2 separate regions of the Gossypium hirsutum genome follow, and region 2 is linked to region 1. The links are chromatin contacts, called in public Hi-C maps. All regions are on one chromosome and are shown on one strand. The core of a region is the stretch at or near the end of the contact, and the rest is flanking DNA. Distances in the headings are between cores, read along the strand shown.

What was found. Hi-C and Micro-C count contacts between places; a contact is called where the count stands out from the background.
Region 2: a contact with region 1 is called in a Hi-C map of hypocotyl, with 3 times the contacts expected there. The contact joins the promoter of LOC107949514 here to the promoter of LOC107950617 in region 1. A contact is called at or near these places in 5 of 34 Hi-C or Micro-C datasets (callus, hypocotyl and leaf).

The regions. Positions count from the first base shown.
Region 1 is chrD03:12,380,968-12,384,928 of Gossypium_hirsutum_v2.1, forward strand. It overlaps LOC107950617 (probable inactive ATP-dependent zinc metalloprotease FTSHI 2, chloroplastic), which reads right to left and starts at 1,763. Exons shown (of 11, transcript XM_016885497.2): 1 at 170-1,763. The coding sequence starts at 1,502.
Region 2 is chrD03:12,614,394-12,618,354 of Gossypium_hirsutum_v2.1, forward strand. LOC107949514 (cellular nucleic acid-binding protein) reads left to right here and starts at 2,024. Exons shown (of 5, transcript XM_016884177.2): 1 at 2,024-2,446; 2 at 2,542-2,711; 3 at 2,801-2,868; 4 at 3,165-3,259. The coding sequence starts at 2,597.

The sequences.
Region 1 (3,961 bases), core at 513-3,012:
ATTCATCCAATTATAAGCTCTTGTATCCAGGTTGTTAACTTGTCAGTTGTCATGCCAAAGACTAAGGTAAACAAGACATAACAACTTGCTTGCATGTAGGTTTCGAGTATAACTTCATTGCAGAATATCGAATTTTAAAATAAATTTATTCAGGTTTAGAATTTTTGACCTGGTATTCTTACTCCTCTTCTTCGGTACATCTCCCCATGTGTGAAAAACTTAACTATTTCCTCAAGCTCAAGCCGGATTTTGCCAAGACCTGCAACGTCTGAGAACTTGACATCCACTCCTCTCTCCAAATACTGTGGCAGTCTCTTATTTTGTGCCCTCCGCACACGTGCTCCTGACTTCATGAATTGCATAGCCATTTTCAAATAAGGATTCTGCTCACCTCCCCCTTGCTCAGCCTCATCATCCTCCCCCTCAATTCCTTCCATTTCCCTCTCCAACTCCCTCATCTTTTTTCTCTCTTCTGCCTCTGCCTTCTCAATCTTCAACCTATCCTCGTAATCCTTCTTCTGCTTTCTGTAACTAAGCACCACTGTCCTATAAAATATCACAAAGAACACCAATCCAAGCGCAGTTGCAACATTTGAATCCTGAGCTAAACTGGCCCACATATTTGCCATACTTTGATAATTCCTTCTAGCATCACGCAATGACTCCTCATACTTCCTCTTCCTAATCTCTCGCTTCTTTCTCCTCTCATCCTCCTTCTTCTGCGCCTTCATCATCTTTTCAATCATCTCTCTCTCTTCCCTCATTCTCGCCAACTCCTCCTTTTTTTGCCTCTTAAACTCCTCTCTTTGTCTCCTAATTTCCAGCGCCCTTTTGGACTCCTTCTTCGGCTTAAACCACGACAACATAAATGCAGGCACCCTCCATAAAAATCCCAAATAAGGAGAAGGCACCTCAGGCCTCTTAATTGGAGGTGTATATGCATTAACACAGAAAGATTCAATCTTTAACTCATCCCATGAATCCCAAAACTTCCTATCACTATCTATTGAAGGCAAAACAGTTCTTAACACCCTAGAATCTTCTAAAACTACTAAAACTGGCTCTGCCCTTTGCTTCAAACTAGCACTAGGCGGCTTAATTAAATGTTTAAGCTTTCCCTCATGTTTCAAACTGAGAATTTCAGTATATGGAATCCGGTTGGTTACAATAGGGAGATTTTTCGACCATTGTTTTATCTGCTCAGGGGTCAAAGCTTCTTGGGTTTTTTTCTGAGTTTTTTTCCTATCAGATACTTTAACTGCAGCAAGAGAACTTTGTTGTGGAAATGAAGTAGAGATTATAGTAAGAGTAATGGGTAAAGCAACAAAATTGAAATGGGTTTTCTTGGCTTTATCATCATCATCGGAACTATTGCTCTTAGAGCTATAAATTTGACAAGAAATTGAAGGGTAAGAGCTGAAGAAAAATGGGTTTTGAAGTTTGGGTTTTAAAGATGGAAGCTTTGGGTACAATGAAGAACCAAAAGAGAAATGATAAGCCATGAAAAAATAATGAAGAAAAAAAAAGTGAAGAGAATTATGAGTGAAAATGAACAGAAAAGAATTTCACTATGTTAAGAGATCGAAAGAGATAGACTTACGTAGTGAAACGAAACTGAGACATTGTAGTTAAGGTTATTGAACATTCGATTTAGTCGAATACGAAGCCTAAGACAAAGCATTTTACTCTTTTCTTCCTTCTCTTCATAACCTCTCTCGGATAAAAAACTGCGTCTCCGACCAACAAGAATATTCAACCTTAGTGTTAAACGACGCCGGTTAACATCTTTAACAAACCTGCATTAATCTTTTGGGTAAAGTACAAGAATAATCACCTAACTATGCACTTCATTTTATTTTGGTCACCCAACTATTAATTTTTCGATTTAGTCACTCAACTTTTTGAAATTAAATATTTTAGTTACTCTCCTTTTAGTTGTTGTTAGTTGAGGGCTGGAAAGCTAATGTGAGCTTTTTTTTTATTAGTCTAATAACAAATTTAGCCCTTCTAATGTTTACACATTTTATCAATTTGATCCTAAATGAAAAACTACAACAAATTCTATCAAGAAACAATTGGATTCTTTCTCACTCTCAACAATATACACCCTCTAACCCTCTTGTCAACCACCATACGTGATACATCACCATCTTCAACTCACCCTCACCATATTAATTTCCTCTTCTCTCAAACCCAACAAATACTAAAGCTTCCATCATCAAACCATTTTTCCTTCAGCCCAAAACTAGTTAAACAATCACAAACCTCGCAAACTCACCATCTTACCCCTTTGCACGATGCTATCACCATAACCATTTTCCCCTCAACTCTTATGCACCACTCCCACCAACCACCTACTCGAGACCCACCATACACCAAGTCTCAATCACCTCTCTTTTAACCCTGACCCAAAAGCAACCCCAAAATACTTTAAAATCCTAACATACACAACACCCTTAATACTTGATAGTCATAAAAACAACCAATAAACCAGCAACTATTAATATCTTTACTTTAGAGAGGAAAATTTAGCACCATATGCAAAAGAAGAAACGAATCAAAAGATTTAAGAAAAAAAGTGAATCGAAAAAAAAAGAACTCATATTGGCTTGGCTTGGCTTAGTTTGGTTCAAGTGGTTCGCGTTCAACTCTTAGTGATCTCAATAGAAAAAAGTTAATTGTTGACCAAATGAGCAAAAGGAGGCCGAAACAATAGTGGATAAAAAAGACAACTTAAATAGCAGTGCAACTATTGGAGAAGTAGCAAGGATTGGTGGTTGTGGTACAACATTGGACAACAACCAAAGGTTTTGAAAAAAAAAAGAAAGAAAAGAAGAGAGAAAGAAGTAGAGGAAGTCAAAGAGTAAATAGAGAAGAGTGTCAATGGTGCTAGAGGCTAATAAAGGTGAGTTGAATATGGTGATGCGTCGTGTATGGTGGTTGACGAGAGGGTTGATAAGTGTCTTGCCAAGAGTGAGAGAAGGACCAATTGTTTACTGATAGAAGTTGTTGAACTTTTAGATTTAGGATCAACTTGATAGAATGTGTAATCATTAGAAGGCAAAATTTGTTATTAGGCCAATAAAAAGGTCAACATAAGCTTTTTGTCCCATAGCTAATAGCAACTAACGAGAAAGTGACAAAATATTTCATTTCAAAAGATTGAGTGACTAAATAAAAAAATTAATACTTGGGTGACCAAAATAGAACTAAGTGCATAGTTGAGTGTCTATTATTGTAATTTACCCTAATATTTTTGTTTACGACTATATGTATAGTGAAACTAAGGTATCTATGCTATTTGTCAGGTATCTATGCTATTTGTCCCAACAATGTCATTTCAAAGTTTGAATCTAAATTCTCTTTATGAGAGTATAATGAACCTTACTATCAGGGCGGTCTCTCCCCTTGGAATTTTTAGATTTTTTAACTTTATATATAAACTATTATGTATTTTGGATTTGGTGTCCACATTGTATAACATTCGCCCCATTGGCCAAATTGTATTTCATATAATTCGCCTTCTTAATTCATAAGGTTATACTTTATATTAACAAAGTACTTTTCAATTTTTAATTATATAACTTTAATAATAATCGAATATTAATGTATGATGGGTCTTGAAATACTAAACTTAAAGGTCCAATATGTATTTTAAAGTCAAATTCCAAAATTATTGATTTGGCCCATACCCACACATAATAGGTTAGTGGCTTTCTTGTATTTTGATTTGTATATCTTGCTTAGGAATTATCTTCTTCTGGTAAGGTGTTGACATTGCCAAGAGAAAAAGAAAGGAGTTTGATGCTGAGACTGAAAGCATAGAGTAAAAAAATATAAATTATCTTCCTCTTGGCTCTTTATGTAAAAGACTTCTCGGTAAATATTTTTGCATAAATTATTTCTTTATTTATTTGACTTATTTTTTCTTTTTCCTAATATGTTTTTATTTAATATATTA
Region 2 (3,961 bases), core at 774-3,273, 230 kb after region 1:
TTATGAAATAATTTGTACCCAGAAAAAAAATAGGACGAGCTCCCCTTTTTTCATTTGGGGACAATACTAAATTGAAGTCCTCCAACAAAACCCACGGCTCAGAAATGGACTGAGCAATAATATTCAAACGATCCCATAAAGTCTTACATTTTTGTTTGTTCGGATAACCATAAACAAAGGTCACTAAAACACTTCTCGATCCCCCTATTTCCTCAAATGACATAGAGTAAATTGTGGATCATTAAGCATAATTTGGATCTGAAAAGTATTTATCCAACAAATGCATAAACCCCCAGCATAACCTTTAGCTTCAATTCTGTGAGAACAATCCAAACCAATTTTAGAAATGATTCTATCAGCCTTCAAACAATTGACTCGAGTTTCAAGAAATGCCTCTACATCAATATAAAATTCAACATAGTAATCTCTAACCACCCTAACAAACTTAGGTGATGCACACCCTTGACAGTTCCATACAAATATATGTGGTAACATCTGAAAAATCATAAAGAGAATGACAAACATTAGTAGACCCACCTTAAACACCTAAGGTAGTCGTTTCATTAGAACCCGGAGGTACCCCTTGAAAGTTATTTTCCTCCGCAATCAAGCCTTCTAAACTGATCCTGTCAATGAATGTTGTTATAGCTTCAGCAACAAAATCATGATCGATTACCTTCACCTTGAGTTTGTTGCCTTTATCCTGAAGATTGTGAGACCCATTCTTAAACGTTTGAGGTCCCTAGAAAGCCCTATATTTCATTTATGTCACAATTTTTCCATGTAAAATTTTTTGTTTTTCAATTTAATCCCTATTTGACAATTTCATAAAAAAACTTCTTAACAAAAGTTGTTTATATAAAAACAACTATCCATTTTATTCCATCAAACATAAAAAAAAATATATTCATTCATGGAAAACTCTAATCCTTTAGCATTTTTACAAATTAGTCGTCAGGCTAGCTAGATTAAGCTACAATGATCCCAAAAACATAGAAATCATTAAAAACGGGACAAAAATCACTTACAATCAAGCAATGAGAAGTTGCCAAAATTAAAAGCTCAATAATGGCTTCCCAAACCCTAAGATTCAGTTGAAGATCAAGAAGAAAAGATGATAGCTTTGTCTTTTGTTTTATTTAATTATAACGTTATTTAATAATTACCAAAATAACCTTAAGAATTAATCAAAATTTCCATAACGCCAAACCATATTCATCCAATAACACCATTTATGGTCTAATTACCATATAAGGACTCAAAATTTAAAGTTCTATAGTCATTTAATACTTTTAGCTACTAAAACTGAACTTTTGCACTTTACGCGATTTAGTCCTTTTTATCAAATTAAGCATGTAAGCGGTAAAATTTCTTAATAAAATTTTTATACGGTACGACTATCATGCTGTAGAAAATAAAATAATAATAAAATAATTATTTTAATATCAAATTTGTGGTCCCAAAACTACTGTTCTGATTTCACTGAAAACGGGCTGTTGTAGAGTATCTGTACTCCATTCTTAGTGATAAGTGTTGTGAGTGATAAGCCTTTATGAAATTTTATTAATGTATGGGTATATACCAAATTAGTTAAATATATGTTACAAGCTTAAAGTGATATCATACTCTATGTTAGTATGTAAGTAAATTGTGTGCATTGCATGATGATAACAGTGGGGCACTATGGGAAAATCATGAATAGGTTAGACAGAATTAGGATTGGGAGTAAGGGTGTTTCTGTTAGATACCGCCATACAATATTGTTGAGTGCAAACCATGATGTGCGAAGCTCCGGGCCATGTTGAAGGGATATTATGGTGTTCGAGCATAAATGTTAGGGATGATGAAATGGAGGAATGGATGGAATGCAATGGAAAAAGTAAATAAAAATATCATGGCCAGGTCATGGATCCGATCGAAGGCTATACACCTAAAATGAGTAAGACCATACCTAAAAATTTGTATGACATCATGTGTTGGCTCAATGATAAACAAGAGTAAGACCATTGATGAAAGACGTTATGGAATCATATGAAAGCATGCCAAAATGATAATTAGGGCTAATACCATAGCTGAAAGACGCTATGGCATCCTTGTGTAGTCCACCGGCACAATAAACATGAGGTAGTCTGTCAGGACAGTAAACACGGGGTGAAAGGGAGGTAAAATCATAGCTTGGCCATGGAAATCAATAGAGTCTGCTGGGACATTCAACTTACGGTATATTTGGTTGGGGGGAATCGGTATGCATTCTCCAATTCTCCGAGCCCACTACCAAACGGATGTTTGGTTGGGTGTAATGCTATTACACCCCGATTCCGTTTTGCATTTATTACTGATGTTGGCTGTAATAGCCATTCTGATGTTTAAGCGTGGATTAGGGATTCCCCCAATTCGTTACCATCTTTTCTGTTTTCTGCCCTCATCCTCTCCGACGTTTCGTAAGGTAATTTTTTCCCTTCCATCGATTTCTGCTTCTTTTATTCTCGTACGTTTCTTTTCTTCTCACACTTTTTTCTTTTCTCCATTTTGTCAAAGAAGATGACAACATTGAAAGCCAAAGGGAGGGCGAGAGCAGTGGAAATAGAAAGGAAAAATGAGCTTAAAACATCACCATAACTCCAACTCCGCAGCATCTGCTCAATCTCTCTCTTTTGATGACATTGCTGACTTCTTCTCTCTTCCCCTTGACGACGCCGCTTCCACTCTTGGTATTTTATTTCTAAGCATTTTATTGGACAATTCAGTTACTTTGGTGTTTTTTAATTTATGATTTCTATATTCAATCTTCATCCCTCAGGCATTTGCACCTCTAATCTCAAGAAAATCTGCCGTGAAAATGGTCTCGACAGATGGCCTCACCGCAGGGTAACCTTCCTACCCCTTTCTTTGCTCCATCCTTTTGCGTCCCTTGTCTTTCATCCCATGTCTCAAATTCCCATCGAATCGTTAGATATTGTCATCTTCTTTGATGGGTGATTTAGATTTTTAGTATACAACAAGAAATTTCTATTCTTTATACCTGCTTTACACTCTCTACAGTTAAAAAAGCATGATTTTTTCTTCATTCTATTTTCCCCGGTTGTTTGGGAAATCTTTTAATTTTTTATTTTTGAAATTGATATTCTGTTTCAATTTGTGTGATTTTTAAATTTGAGGTTTAGTTTTTAGCTGGAAAAAGCGTCGAAGAAATCAAGAGGCATGCAGCTAGAGAAAGAAGAAGGGAAATCGCTGAGCTTCCAAAGGCTCATCGGCAGAGGTATAACCCCAAAAGAGTTGTTCGATTTGATTGTCTTTGGGATAACTTGGACGTATTTATGTTAGTTGGGGTTCAAGTTGGTGTTTTTTGTGTGAGATAGTAACCTGTTTGTGTTGTGCTTTTTATGAATTTTGTAAACAAATAATTCACAATAAGTAGTGCTAGCATGCTTTAGAGTTTTTGTTTCTATCAGTCAATTATGTAGAAGGGAGAATTCTTTAGTTAAATACTAACAAAAGCTATTGAAAATAATGCTAAATAAACCTGTCGATGCCTTTTGTATATCTTGTCATAGGAAAAGAAGTATATCACGATTATGTTCCTTGGACTAGGGTGAGGGTCTGATGTATGTTTATAACACTGTTATGTTCAATTTTTTAAAGTTTTTCTATGTATTGAAGGGTTCTTGGAGGGTCATATTCTTGTACCTTCGCTTGGATATGTGTCGGCTACTAGTGTTAGACATGAGTATTTCAAGAAAAATCAAGAGTGGGAGCAACATGGCCATAGCCAGCTAGAAGGTTAAGGAATAGAGACATGGAATGCAAGGATCAAGGGTATTGCACTACTCGAACTACCGTTTCAATATGCTCTCTGCAACTGTTTCTGGTTGACTGTTAGGGAACTAGTTCAAAGTTTTTAGATTGTCATACCATATATTGTTAAGGGTCTCTCCATTTTGCTGCTGAAGGTAACAACGGC